Linked DNA regions of Sus scrofa: region 1 is linked to region 2. Evidence: chromatin contacts called from public Hi-C data. All regions are on one chromosome and are shown on one strand. Each heading gives the region's core, a stretch centred on a gene start, on an enhancer-like site or on the middle of the called end of the contact. The rest is flanking DNA. Distances are from core to core; before and after follow the strand shown. Region 1 has its middle 23 kb from the start of KCNE2. Region 2 holds the start of ATP5O (ATP synthase, H+ transporting, mitochondrial F1 complex, O subunit).

Region 1 (5,681 bases), core at 415-2,914, 440 kb before region 2:
AGAACCTGGCATCCGTGGCTGGCTGTCTATCCCAGGGGATGGAGCTCTTCCTTGAAGAGGGATCAGCCCAGCACCCTCCCTCTCAGCCAGCTCCCTTCTCAGCACAGTGCTTGGACTGAAGCCCCCATCCTGCACCAACAGAAGACTTGTTCCAACATATGTTTCCAATCAGCCACCCACTTGCTTGGGTCAGTAAGGAGGCTCAAATGTTTTGGGGTAAGGAGACATACAGCCCAATAGAACATTCCCTCCAAACCCTGGTCTCAAACTCACCATGTCCTTCCTACCTCTGGACCCCCCCAGCGTCATGACCAGAATGGCTTCCTTCACAAGACCCATTCGAGTCTCATTTCCTCTCCAGATGTGCTCCACTTCTCCCACAGGAAGAGGTTTGCTCCCCGCTGCAGAAAGAGATGACCCATCTCCAGGTCCATCCACCCCACTCCTAGGAGAGCTCCTTGGGGTCAGGGTCTTGGTCTCAGCATCTTGATACCAGCCTTGACCCTGGCACAGAGTCCACCATGGGCACTCATGTTGGTAAGTGGTTTGTCTTGCTGAGTCTGGGGAAGGCAGCACTGATGGGCCGTAGGATGTGAGCAGGAGAAACAGTGCTGGGAATTCTTCTTCAATGCACCCCATCAGCTCCCCACATCCTGAAGGTGGAGGCCCTGTTCTCATGGCTCATGGGCCAGGCATGGCCACCCCGTTGCCCCCTGCAGCTCACCTGGGTGCCAGACTCTCCATCGCTCTCCTCTGGGTTCCAGTCTCTGTAGACCACAGTTGTTGGAAGGAGCCAGGAGCCTTGGGGGACTTGGCACGTCATTTCCTCTCCTAAGACCTGCTGTCCCACCAACTGGATCCACTCTCTGCCTTGTGCTACTCACGGCTCAGCCCTCTGCTTAAAAACTGCACCTCCCTAAGGTCTAGCTCATGTTTCCTCATATGTTTGCACCATAGAGGGGTTAGGGGAGGGGCTGCCATAGCATCTCAGGTGTGCACACTCCCCTTTGAGAGGAGGAGCAGGGCCCTATCTCTGGCACATGCCCGTCCAGTCCTGGCCATGTGGTATGTGGGCAGGAAATCCATCTTTCTCTCCACCATCATCCCAATGCCAAGCCCATTGCCTGGCTTACTAAGAACAAACGTACACATGAGCTGATGAATCGATACGCTGATTAATCAACCGAAGGAGGCCTGAAGCACCTTTGGGGAGAGAGCCTTAAGCAACCGGAATCCAGGTCACCTGGAGGCAAGATCAAACTGGAACTTGCCCGTGGCCACCAGTGCTTCTGGGGAAGAAAGGGTAGCTGTCCTCTGTATGAATGAACAGGCTCTTACACGGCAATGGGTCAGCGGAGGAAAGGTGACGGAAAAACCCTCACAGTTGTCGAAAATGTCATTTTATCTTTTCCTTTGGACAAAATAAACACAAGCTCTCTTCACTGAGTCCTTAAGGGGAAGTGGGTGGCTGTGGCTCGTCGTGGGAGGAAGACAGGCTCTTGACCGTCAACATCTCTGATCTCAGAGGCAGACTCAAGGAGAAGGAGGCCCCACTGAAGTCACACTTGGATGCCAGACTCGCTGCGCAAGGGAGGGCGCTGCGGCTGCCAGGACCAGCCCAGGCACACAGGGGGGGCATTCACAGCCTCGTGGCCACAGCCCCTCCCGTCTGCCCTGTGCACCCCAGCAGCAAACAGAACTCTCTGTCTCAGTGCCGGAGTCAAGCCTGCACAGAATTAACTGTAATAATTGGCAGGTGGGCCGCTGGCTTCTGGGTTTCAATTCACCAGGGGCTCATGAAAAGGGAAGAAAGAAAAGTGATGCTGTGCTGTAGCCAGTATTTAGCTGGGGCTCGGAGAAGTTTCAGCTTTCCATGACAAGAAACAAACTGTGTGGCTGCAGCTGCCCTGGGCAAACAAGGGCTCCAGGACGGCCTTGGAGAGAGAGGCCCTGGCTGGCCATGATCACTTTGCTCCTTGGGGAAAGAGGAGGAAATAGGCCTTGACCTGCTGCCCTTCTCAGAAGCACAGATAATGGAGAAGAAAGGAGTCTTTCTGGGAGGTTTTTTCCTTGGATGGAAGGGAGTGATCATCACCCCCCAACATTTTTCCATGGCAGGAAGGCCCTCGAAACACTTCGCAAGAGTACCTGCAATAAGGATGTTTGTCCCAGCCCACAGCTGAGCCACCATTCACCAGCCTCCACTGTACTTCTGATCTTTGCCCACTGCAGACATCACTAATCAACAGCACTTATATTTTCTCCTGAGCCTTAGATATGGACTCAGCATCCTTCTCAACACTGTACTCGTGAAGCCACTAAAAATTAATAGGAGTTGGCATGAAAGCCAAAAAATATTTGCCACATCTCTTTTAGTAACTCTGAAGAGGCCAAAGTTACAATCTCACCAAAATTTCTGCAAAGACAGGAGTGCGGCGAAGTCCTATGACGGAGCTGTGGCTTTGCTGCCAGTTACAGCCCCAGCTGGGGATCCTTCGCATTGCTCTCCAGAGAGGGGGCTCTGATGATGACCCTCAGGGAGGGGGACGCTGGGCAGGATTTCACTGGAGACCCATGTACAGCGGCCCAGGCCTGGGGCAGCCAACGCCAAGGGCATGTCTTTTCTGTTCATGGCACCTGCATCCGGGGCTAGTCCTTCTCCTGGAGCTTTTGCCTCCAATCAGCTACAGAGGGACAGAGCAGCCGCCATCCCGAAGTGCTTTCTTGGGGACGGCTGCCCCGTCGGCAGGGACGCTGGCCATGCGCGTCTCCCTTGCTCTTTCTCAGCAGGATGGTTTGCTCCCCTTTTCACTGGAAGCTAGTGGATAGTGCTGGGGTGGGGGGACTGGCTGCCAGGGCTGGGAAACATTGAAGAAGCGGCTTCCCTTGGGGTCAAGTCCACATTCTTCCCAGGGGAGAATGTCCTTAGTTCAGGGCCCAGGTGACACCAACTCTGCTTTCAAGGATGGCCATCCTTGGGTGTCCTTCCAGTGGGCTTTGGGACCAGGTCTCCTAAGTTCCTTTCCCCGGTCCTATTGTTAAGCACATGAAAGATCAAAGCCTGAAGCACCTACAAGGGTGCTTTGCTCTTCTCAGCCTAAGGCTGGGAGGAGCTGCCTCAGCCATCGCAAGTTGCAAGTCGAGTGCTGTGTCCTGGGCACTGGCCTACTTCTCCAAAAAGGAGGGAGACCTGGGCAGCCCCTCCCTCTCCCCCACCTCGAGGTGTGGTGGCAGGGCCACTGCTTGGGGTCTCAGATGGCCACTTCAGCTCTCTAAATCGGCTTTCTCCCCTGCAAAATGGGAATAATGACACCACCTCCTAGGATCGCTCTGAGAGCAGAATGAGATAGTTCTATGTATAAACTAAAATTTATTTCTTTATATTTTTTTAAATTACAGAGGAGTTCCCATTGTGGCACAGCAGAAACGGGAACACGGCTAATATCCATGAGGATGCGGGTTAATCCCTGGCCTCACTCATTGGGTCAAGGATCTGGCATTGTGGTGAGCTGTGGTGTAGGTCACAGATACAGCTTGGCTCCTGCACTGCTGTGGCTGTGGCTGTGGTGTAGGCCAGCAGCTGCAGCCATGATTCAACCCATTCCCTGGGAACTTCCATATGCTTTGGGTGCAGCCCTAAAAAAAGGCAAAAAAAAAAAAAAATTACAGTGGGTTAAAGCATCCAGTGTTTCCTCAGCTGTGGCATAGGTTTCAGCTGCCACTCAGATTCACTCCCTGGCATGGGAACTCCTATCTGCCATGGGTGTAGTCATAAAAAATAAAATAAAGTTGATTTACAATGCTGTGCTAATTTCTACTGTACAGTAAAGTGACTTGATACACATATACACAGTCTTTATGTATGTACACATTCTTTGCATAAGTATATATGCGCCTTCTATACACACACACACACACACACACACTTTTCCATCGTGGTTTATTCTAGGAAATTGGATAGAGTTCCCTGTGTCATACAGTAGGACCTCCTTGTCTATCCATTCTAAATGTAATAGTTTATATCTATTAACCCCCAGCTCCCAGTCCATCCCTGTCCCTCCTCCTTGGCCACAAGTCTCTCCTCTATGTCCGTGAGTCTGTTTCTCTTTTGCAGATAGGTCTATTCATGCCATATTTTAGATTCCGTACAAGTGTTATCACGTGTTGTCTTTCTCTTTCCGACTTACTTACTATACTAATCTCTAGCTGCATCCACGTTGCTGTAAATGACATTATTTCATCCTTTTTCATGGCTGAGTTAGCCTACGTAAAATGCCCAGCGTGCAGGAAGCACCCAACAGAAACAGACTATTATCAGTGCGGGTAGATATTTCAGTCATAGCACCATTCCTATGGATTTTTAAAAATTGTGGTAAAATACACGTAACAAAAATGTACTCTTTTTCAGTGTATAATTCAGTGGCATTAAGTATCTTCATAATGTTTGCTCCCATCACCATGATCTGGTCCCTGGACTTTTTCATTACCACAAAAGGAAATGTACCACCCTGTACCCATTAAGCTGGCCCTCTCCATCCCTCCGTCCCACACCCAGCCCCTGGCAACCTCTGATCTGCTCTCTGTGTCTATGGATTTGCCTACTCTGGTTATTTCAGATGAGACTGGGCTTGTTCAGGGACTACTCTGGTTATTTAAATGAATAGAATCATACAATATGTGTCTTGTTTCTTCCTTTACACAATGTTTTCAAGGTTCATTCATGCTGTAACATATATGGGTATGTCATTTTATTTTATTTTTTAGGGCTACATGTGCAGCATGTGGAGGTTCCCAGGCTAGGGTTGAATAAGAGCTATAGCTGCCAGCCTACACCACAGCCACAGCAAAGCCAGATCTGAGCCATGTCTGTGACCTACACTGCAGTTCACAGCAACACTGGATCCTTAAACCACTGAGCAGAGCCAAGGATCAAACCTGTATCCTTATGGATACCTGTTGGGTTCTTAACCTGCTGAGCCACAATGGAAACTCCTGACGTTTCATTCTTTTTTTGTGGCTAAATAGTATTCCATGGTATGGATATATTATATTTTGTTACTCTCTTCATCTGTTGATTGACTTTTGGGTTCTTTCAACATTTGGGCCCTTATGTTATGAATATTTGTGAACACGGTTTTGTTTGAATGCTTGTTTTCATTTTGGGGGTTATATACATGGGAGTGGAATTGTTGGGTCATGTGTAGCTCTATATTTAACTTATTCAAACACTCCTAATTGTTTTCAGCAGTGGCTGCACCATTTTACATTTTAATCATCAGTGCATGAGGATTATCATTTTTTCATATCCTCACCAACGCTTGCTATTTTCCTCTTTTTAAAAATGTCTTGGCCATCCTAGTGAGTTTGTATCTCGCTGTGGTTTTTATTTGCATTTCCCTAATGACTAATGACATTGAGCAACTGTTCATGTGCTTGTTGGCCATTTATATATCTTCTTTGGAGGAATGTCTACTCAAGACCTTTATTCATTTTTTAATTGGGTTGTTTGTCTTTCTGTGGTTTCCCTATGAATTTTAGGTCATTTTCTAACCAATGGGGTCAGGAAGAAGAATCAAAAGACATCTGTGTGTGTGTGGTGTGTGTGTGTGTTCAAAGTCCCTGTACACTCTAAATGTGCAGGGAATAAAACTAGTTCCTTTAGTTTGTCTATAATTTGTCTT
Region 2 (5,518 bases), core at 1,409-3,908:
AGAAGAGCTGCCTGCACATAATAGCTGCTCAATAAAATGTGTTGCCTAATGAATATACTTTCCATTTAGACTTACTTAAAACGGTCTCTGAAAAGAGTTTGGAGAGGGAAGTAAAACAAAGGTTTTATGTGCTGCTAGTGAAAGTGTAAATTGGTTAAAAGTTTTGAAAAGAGCACGGCCTCTAAAAAGGAACAAAATAATGCCATTGGCAGAGTTCCCCTTGTGGCGCAGCAGAAATGAATCTGACTAGTAACCACGGTGTTGCAGGTTCCATCCCTGGCCTCGCTCAGAGAGTTAAGGATCCAGCGTTGCCCTGAGCTGTGGTGTAGGTCAGAGACACGGCTTGGATCCTGCATTGCTGTGGCTCTGGCATAGGCCAGCAGCTGTAGCTCTGGTTCAACCTCTAGCCTGGGAACTTCCATATGCCAGGGGTACAGCCCTAAAAAAGCAAAAAAAAAAAAAAGAAAAGGAAAAGAGCATGAGCTTATTTATCAAAGACTTTTAAAGTGTTCATACCTTCTCACCAAGTTCTGCCAGCCCTGGAAATCTATTTGGAAGTTATCCTAGGTGGGAAGAAAAAAGTTTGTGTCTAAAGATGCTCTGGAAATGCAGCATTGTTTTAAACGGGGAAAAAAGCAACCGTTTATTGTTCAAAAATCATTGAATGATCAAGTTATAGAATATCTACTTGATGGGTTATTCTGCAACATTAAAATTATGTTTATGATCATTTTCTCACTTGGAAACATGCTTATATTATATTGTAAGCATATATTTACAATCCACATATAATTTAGTATCTTTTTTCTTGTATTAAGGAAAAAGGCAAGACACTAAATTATGTAGATTGCGAATCTGTCTATGTAATAAAAACAAACACAAAATAAAGAATATTAGTGACTACCAGTCTGTCAGACAATTGCTCTGAATGCTAAATACATATGTGTGTATGTACATTCGTATGTATAGTTTATTTTTCCTAACACCCTGTAAGGTAGGTGCTATTATAATAACCACTTTACAGATAAGAAAACTGAAGCGCAGAGAAGTTATATAGTTGTGTCAAGGTCAATGAAAGGACTGGGATTCAAGACTGGGTAGACCAGGCCACTATCTGAAAAAGTAATGGGAGATAACGTACCAAATATTGACAACAGCTGCTTATGGGTGGTAGAAAAGAGGGCAATAACATTCCAGAAAAATAGATTCTGCCTTCTAACAAGTTTTTTGTAAGGATGAGAAAACTGCACTCAAATGTTCCCGTTGTGGCTCAGCGGTAACAAACCCCACTAGTATCCATGAGGACTCAGTTGGATTCCTGGCCCTGCACAGTGCGTCAGGATCCACCACTACCGTGGGCTGTGCTGTAGGTCGCAGACTCGGCTTTGCTGTGGCTGCGGTGTAGGCCAGCAGCTACAGCTCCCATTCAACCCCTAGCCTGGGAACTTCTATATGCTGCAGGTGAGCATTAAAAAAAGGCAAGAAAAAAGAAAACTGCAGTCAAAAAGTAAATTAATGACTTCATCTGTTTTCCTGTAGAAAAGAATAGATCTGAGTAGAAAAACACTTTTTAATTGACTATAGAACTCCATTACTGCAACTAGGGAATTCCAACCCTATAGAAGAGAAAATTAGAGTAAGTTCTGTTTAGGGGGAAATGGGGTGTAAAGAGGTTGTTTTTATAAATGCAGAGAGGAGTCGCCCCCCCCCGCCCCCGCCCCCGCCCCCTGTGGCTCAGGGGAAACCAATCTGACTAATATTCATGAAGATGCAGGTTTGATGCCTGGCTTCGCTCAGTGAGTTAAGAATCCAGCGTTGCCCTAAACTGTGGCGTAGATTGTGGACGCTGCTGAGATCTGACAGATATGGCGTGGCTGTGGCTAGACCAGCGGCTACAGCTCCCATCAGACCCCTAGCCTGGGAACCTCCATAACCTCCAATATGCAGGGGGTGCGGCCCTAAAAATACCAAAAAGTAATAATAATAATATAAATGCAGAGAAACTAACCAGAGCTAGTTTGGGGTTCTCAGTTTCAATGTCACACTTGCTCAAACCCCAGTTCTATTTTTAGGTCTGATTCTCAGATAATCACTCTGCTCTACCAGAAGGAAGTATTTAAACAGCAGACCCTCACATGCCTGCACAAACCAAGAGGTCAATGCTGTACTCAAGTGAGATGGGGCGAAGGTGGGACAGAGGTACTGGTCACAAAATGTCCCCTGCTAGAGCTATAAGGCCCGGGTTTGCGGGGTGGGGGTGGGGGTATACACAGTGCGCGGATCTACGCTCGATATACCCTTTGGGTAAGAAAGGTAAACACGCTAATGATGCTAGCGACGAAGGTGACATGGAATAAATGTCACCGTACTTATCCCAATGGAAATTTAAAACTAGTGGCAATACATCCATCCTACAGTAAAGGCCAGTTAGTAACGTATACACTTCATTTCCAGGGGCTGACCCAAACCACTAGCCCACCCCCAGCCCTGTAGGTTCCGCCCTGACCACCCGCTCCTAAGGACTACAGCTCCCAGCCTGAGGAAGATTCCTGCGCATGAGATTTGACGACCTAGGCCTACATTTCCCAGCAGCCGAGCGACTACGCTGACGCACGCATGCGCTCTCGTTCTCTCTCGCCAAGTAGGGTTTGACCTACAGCCTCCCAGGAGAAGATGGCCTCCCAAGCAGTGTCCGGGCTTTCCCGGCAGGTGAGAGAGAATGGCGGTGTTGAAAGCCAGCGGAAGGAACCCTCCTGGGGTGACCCATACCAGGCCTCTAAGCGCTACGGTTTGAGGCCACAGTTGGGGGAGCGTGGCTGCCGTTCAAGGTCGTGGGGCCAGGAGAGCGGGGGCGAGAGCAGGCAGCCGGACGGCCCGGCTTCCCCCCGGGATGCGCGCAGGGCGGTGGGCGCGGGGCTGCGCATGTCTGCATTTGGTGTCCTCAGAGCACACCCCTAGAAAGTAGCTGCTTTGAGGGGCACAGGAGAAGGGGGCTCCATCTTTGTCGTAGAGGTCACCAGTAATGCTAAGGAATATTTGTGAAACACATTCCACCTTTTTATAAAGAAAATGAGACCGAAAGGTTTAAATGACTCGTCCTTGGCTGCTGAGCGAATAAGGGGTAGAGCTGAGATTCGAACCCACAGAAGATAGAGTTTGAAAGAAAATTCGTGCTCTTCATACTGCATGATTCCTTACGTATAGCTTCCGTAAGGTTTCCTAAGTGTTACGGTCTGTTAATCCTCACAACCTTTCGAGTACATTCCAGAGCCGGGATTACTTGAAGGTGACCTGTGCCCTTGCAGGTGCTTTTTAAATTACGAATTCCAACTCTTGATAGACAAGGTGATACTGTCTCAACAATCTCAAGGTAGTATCTGCAAGATACTGGGATCTGTTCTCACAACAGACTGCTGGGTAACCCAAAGAATTCATCTTTATTTTCAGATAGCAGTTCGAGTCTAAGAAGGTACATCTCTTGCAAATCATTCCTGGAATCCTCCCACTTTTTATTAAAACCACGCCCAAGGGTAGTAATATAAATGCCAAAAGTCGCATTAAATTTTTTGGAACAGCGTGTTTCATTAAATTTGGTTTCTTCTCTCTGATACTGGTGTGCTAGCCTCAGCCTGTTTTAGTAAACTAGGAAGTGAGTGGGCCTGCAGTTTCCCAAGCTGCTGGGATGATTCTCAGTGGGGAAATTTACTCCTAGGCAAAAAAGAACAGCCCACCCTCGTGTAATCTGTGATGATACAAAGAAACACAAGAAACGAATCATTTAGGAGTTGCCGTTGTGGTGCAGCAGAAGCGAATCTGGCTAGTATCCATGAGGATGCAGGCTGCATCCCTGGCCTCACTCAGTGGGTCGGGGATCTGACGTTGCCGTGAGCTGTGGTGTAGATGGCAGACCCAGCTCAGATCTGGTGTTGCTGTGGCTGTGGTGTAGGCCAGCAGCTATAGCTCCAGTTTGACCCCTAGCCTGGGAACTTCCATATGCTGCAGGTGCAGCCCTAAAAAGAAAGAAACGAATCATTTAAATGTCATACTTACTGTTTTTTACTTTGGTTTAAGTGCAAAAATCCTTGAAGTAATCTCATTTGATCTCCTTTCTCTTTTCGTTGCTAAGGTGCGATGCTTCAGTACATCTGTGGTCAGGCCATTTGCCAAGCTTGTGAGGGTATGTCACCTTATTTTGTGATTATAAAGCAGATGAATGTGTGTGAGTCAGACACCAATACACGTAGGGCATGGATTCTGTATCATTCCGACTTGAACCTTTCTGCATGATTTGCGGTTCCCAAAACATGATGTGTTAGGGAACAAAACACATGTGTTGTGGTTCCCAAAACATGAGGGGCTAGGGAACAATGTAATGTTGAAGGCCTACTGTGCGACAGGCCCACACATAACTTTTAATTATGGGAATTTCTTAAAACCCCATAACAGTGGTGGGAAGTAGCTAGTTTTCCCATCTTTGCCAAAGAAGAAACAGCGTTTGGGAAGACTTTCCCAAAGTTATTCAGCTTAGTCTTAGAGCTGGACCGAAACGAAATCTCTCTCAGAGCCTAAGCTTTTCCACTATAATCGTACTACAGTACCACTCAGCATATGTAGTCATACTTGATGGTAGTGTGGTTTTAAATTCAGGAGTTTCCTGTTGGGGCGCAGCAGAAACGAATTTGACTAGTATCCATGAGGATGCGGGTGTGATCCCTGGCCTCACTCAGTGGGTCGGGGATCCAGTGTTGCTGTGAGCGATGGTGTAGGTCACAGATGTGACTTGGATCCCACGTTGCTTGACTGTGGCATAGGCCAGCAGCTATAGCTCCAATTTGACCCCTAGCGTGGAACCACTATATGCTGTGAGTGCAGCCTAAAAAACCAAAAATACAAAAAATAAAAAGCCTACAATTCACTGTAAAAATTAATTTTAGCATTAGGCACAGAGTAAATTGCTCTTGGGCTCCATTAAACTGAACCTGGATGGGGAAGCTCAGTGAGGGAATTGATAGTCTTGCTAGGAAATGTATAAAGGTGTGCTTGCATGTTTCATAAACACCGTTTTCCTAGTTCTCACGTATTCAGAACTGCCTTTTATCAGTGTTTAAAACCTCCCCAAATTGGAACTGAATCATTATTGCGTTCCAAGGAATTCTAAGCTCATCTCAAAATTAATGTAATGAAATTATAGGTAGAGTGGGAAGGGCCTTGACATGCCATGTTTCCTAAGCCCTGGTTTTAAGATGAGGATTTGGAAGCTCACAGATTGAGTAGCCCAGCCAAAAAACATCCCTGATTTGTTTGAGAATTGTCATGCAAGGTACCTCTTTGATGACATATTTAAACTGTTTTGTGGTATAAAAGTGTATTTTTAAATTGTAAGTATTTCATTCTGCTATCGACAGTATAATATAGTCTTAACTGATTTTTCTTTTCTTTTCCTCCCCCACTCCACCCTGTTTTGTAAAGCCACCTGTTCAGATATACGGTATCGAAGGTCGCTATGCCACTGCTCTTT

The links. Hi-C and Micro-C count contacts between places; a contact is called where the count stands out from the background.
Region 1: a contact with region 2 is called in a Hi-C map of mesenteric adipose tissue, with 4 times the contacts expected there. The contact joins the enhancer-like site here to the promoter of ATP5O in region 2. A contact is called at or near these places in 5 of 5 promoter capture datasets (fetal liver, fetal skeletal muscle, liver and 1 more), 32 of 47 Hi-C or Micro-C datasets (adipocytes, adipose tissue, alveolar macrophages and 17 more) and 2 of 2 datasets of contacts at active chromatin or transcription factors (alveolar macrophages and skeletal muscle).

The regions. Positions count from the first base shown.
Region 1 is chr13:197,954,129-197,959,809 of Sscrofa11.1, reverse strand. No RefSeq gene overlaps it. Among named protein-coding and RNA genes, the nearest start is that of KCNE2, 23 kb to the left of the region's middle. Within about 2 kb of position 1,664, at least 15 of the 83 cell types and tissues checked have an H3K27ac peak or open chromatin away from gene starts, as enhancers often do. A contact at or near this core is called in adipose tissue, mesenteric adipose tissue, retroperitoneal adipose tissue and 1 more, where this site is marked.
Region 2 is chr13:197,516,670-197,522,187 of Sscrofa11.1, reverse strand. It overlaps ATP5O (ATP synthase, H+ transporting, mitochondrial F1 complex, O subunit), which reads left to right and starts at 2,658. Exons shown (of 7, transcript NM_001044606.2): 1 at 2,658-2,709; 2 at 4,127-4,177; 3 at 5,470-5,518. The coding sequence starts at 2,674.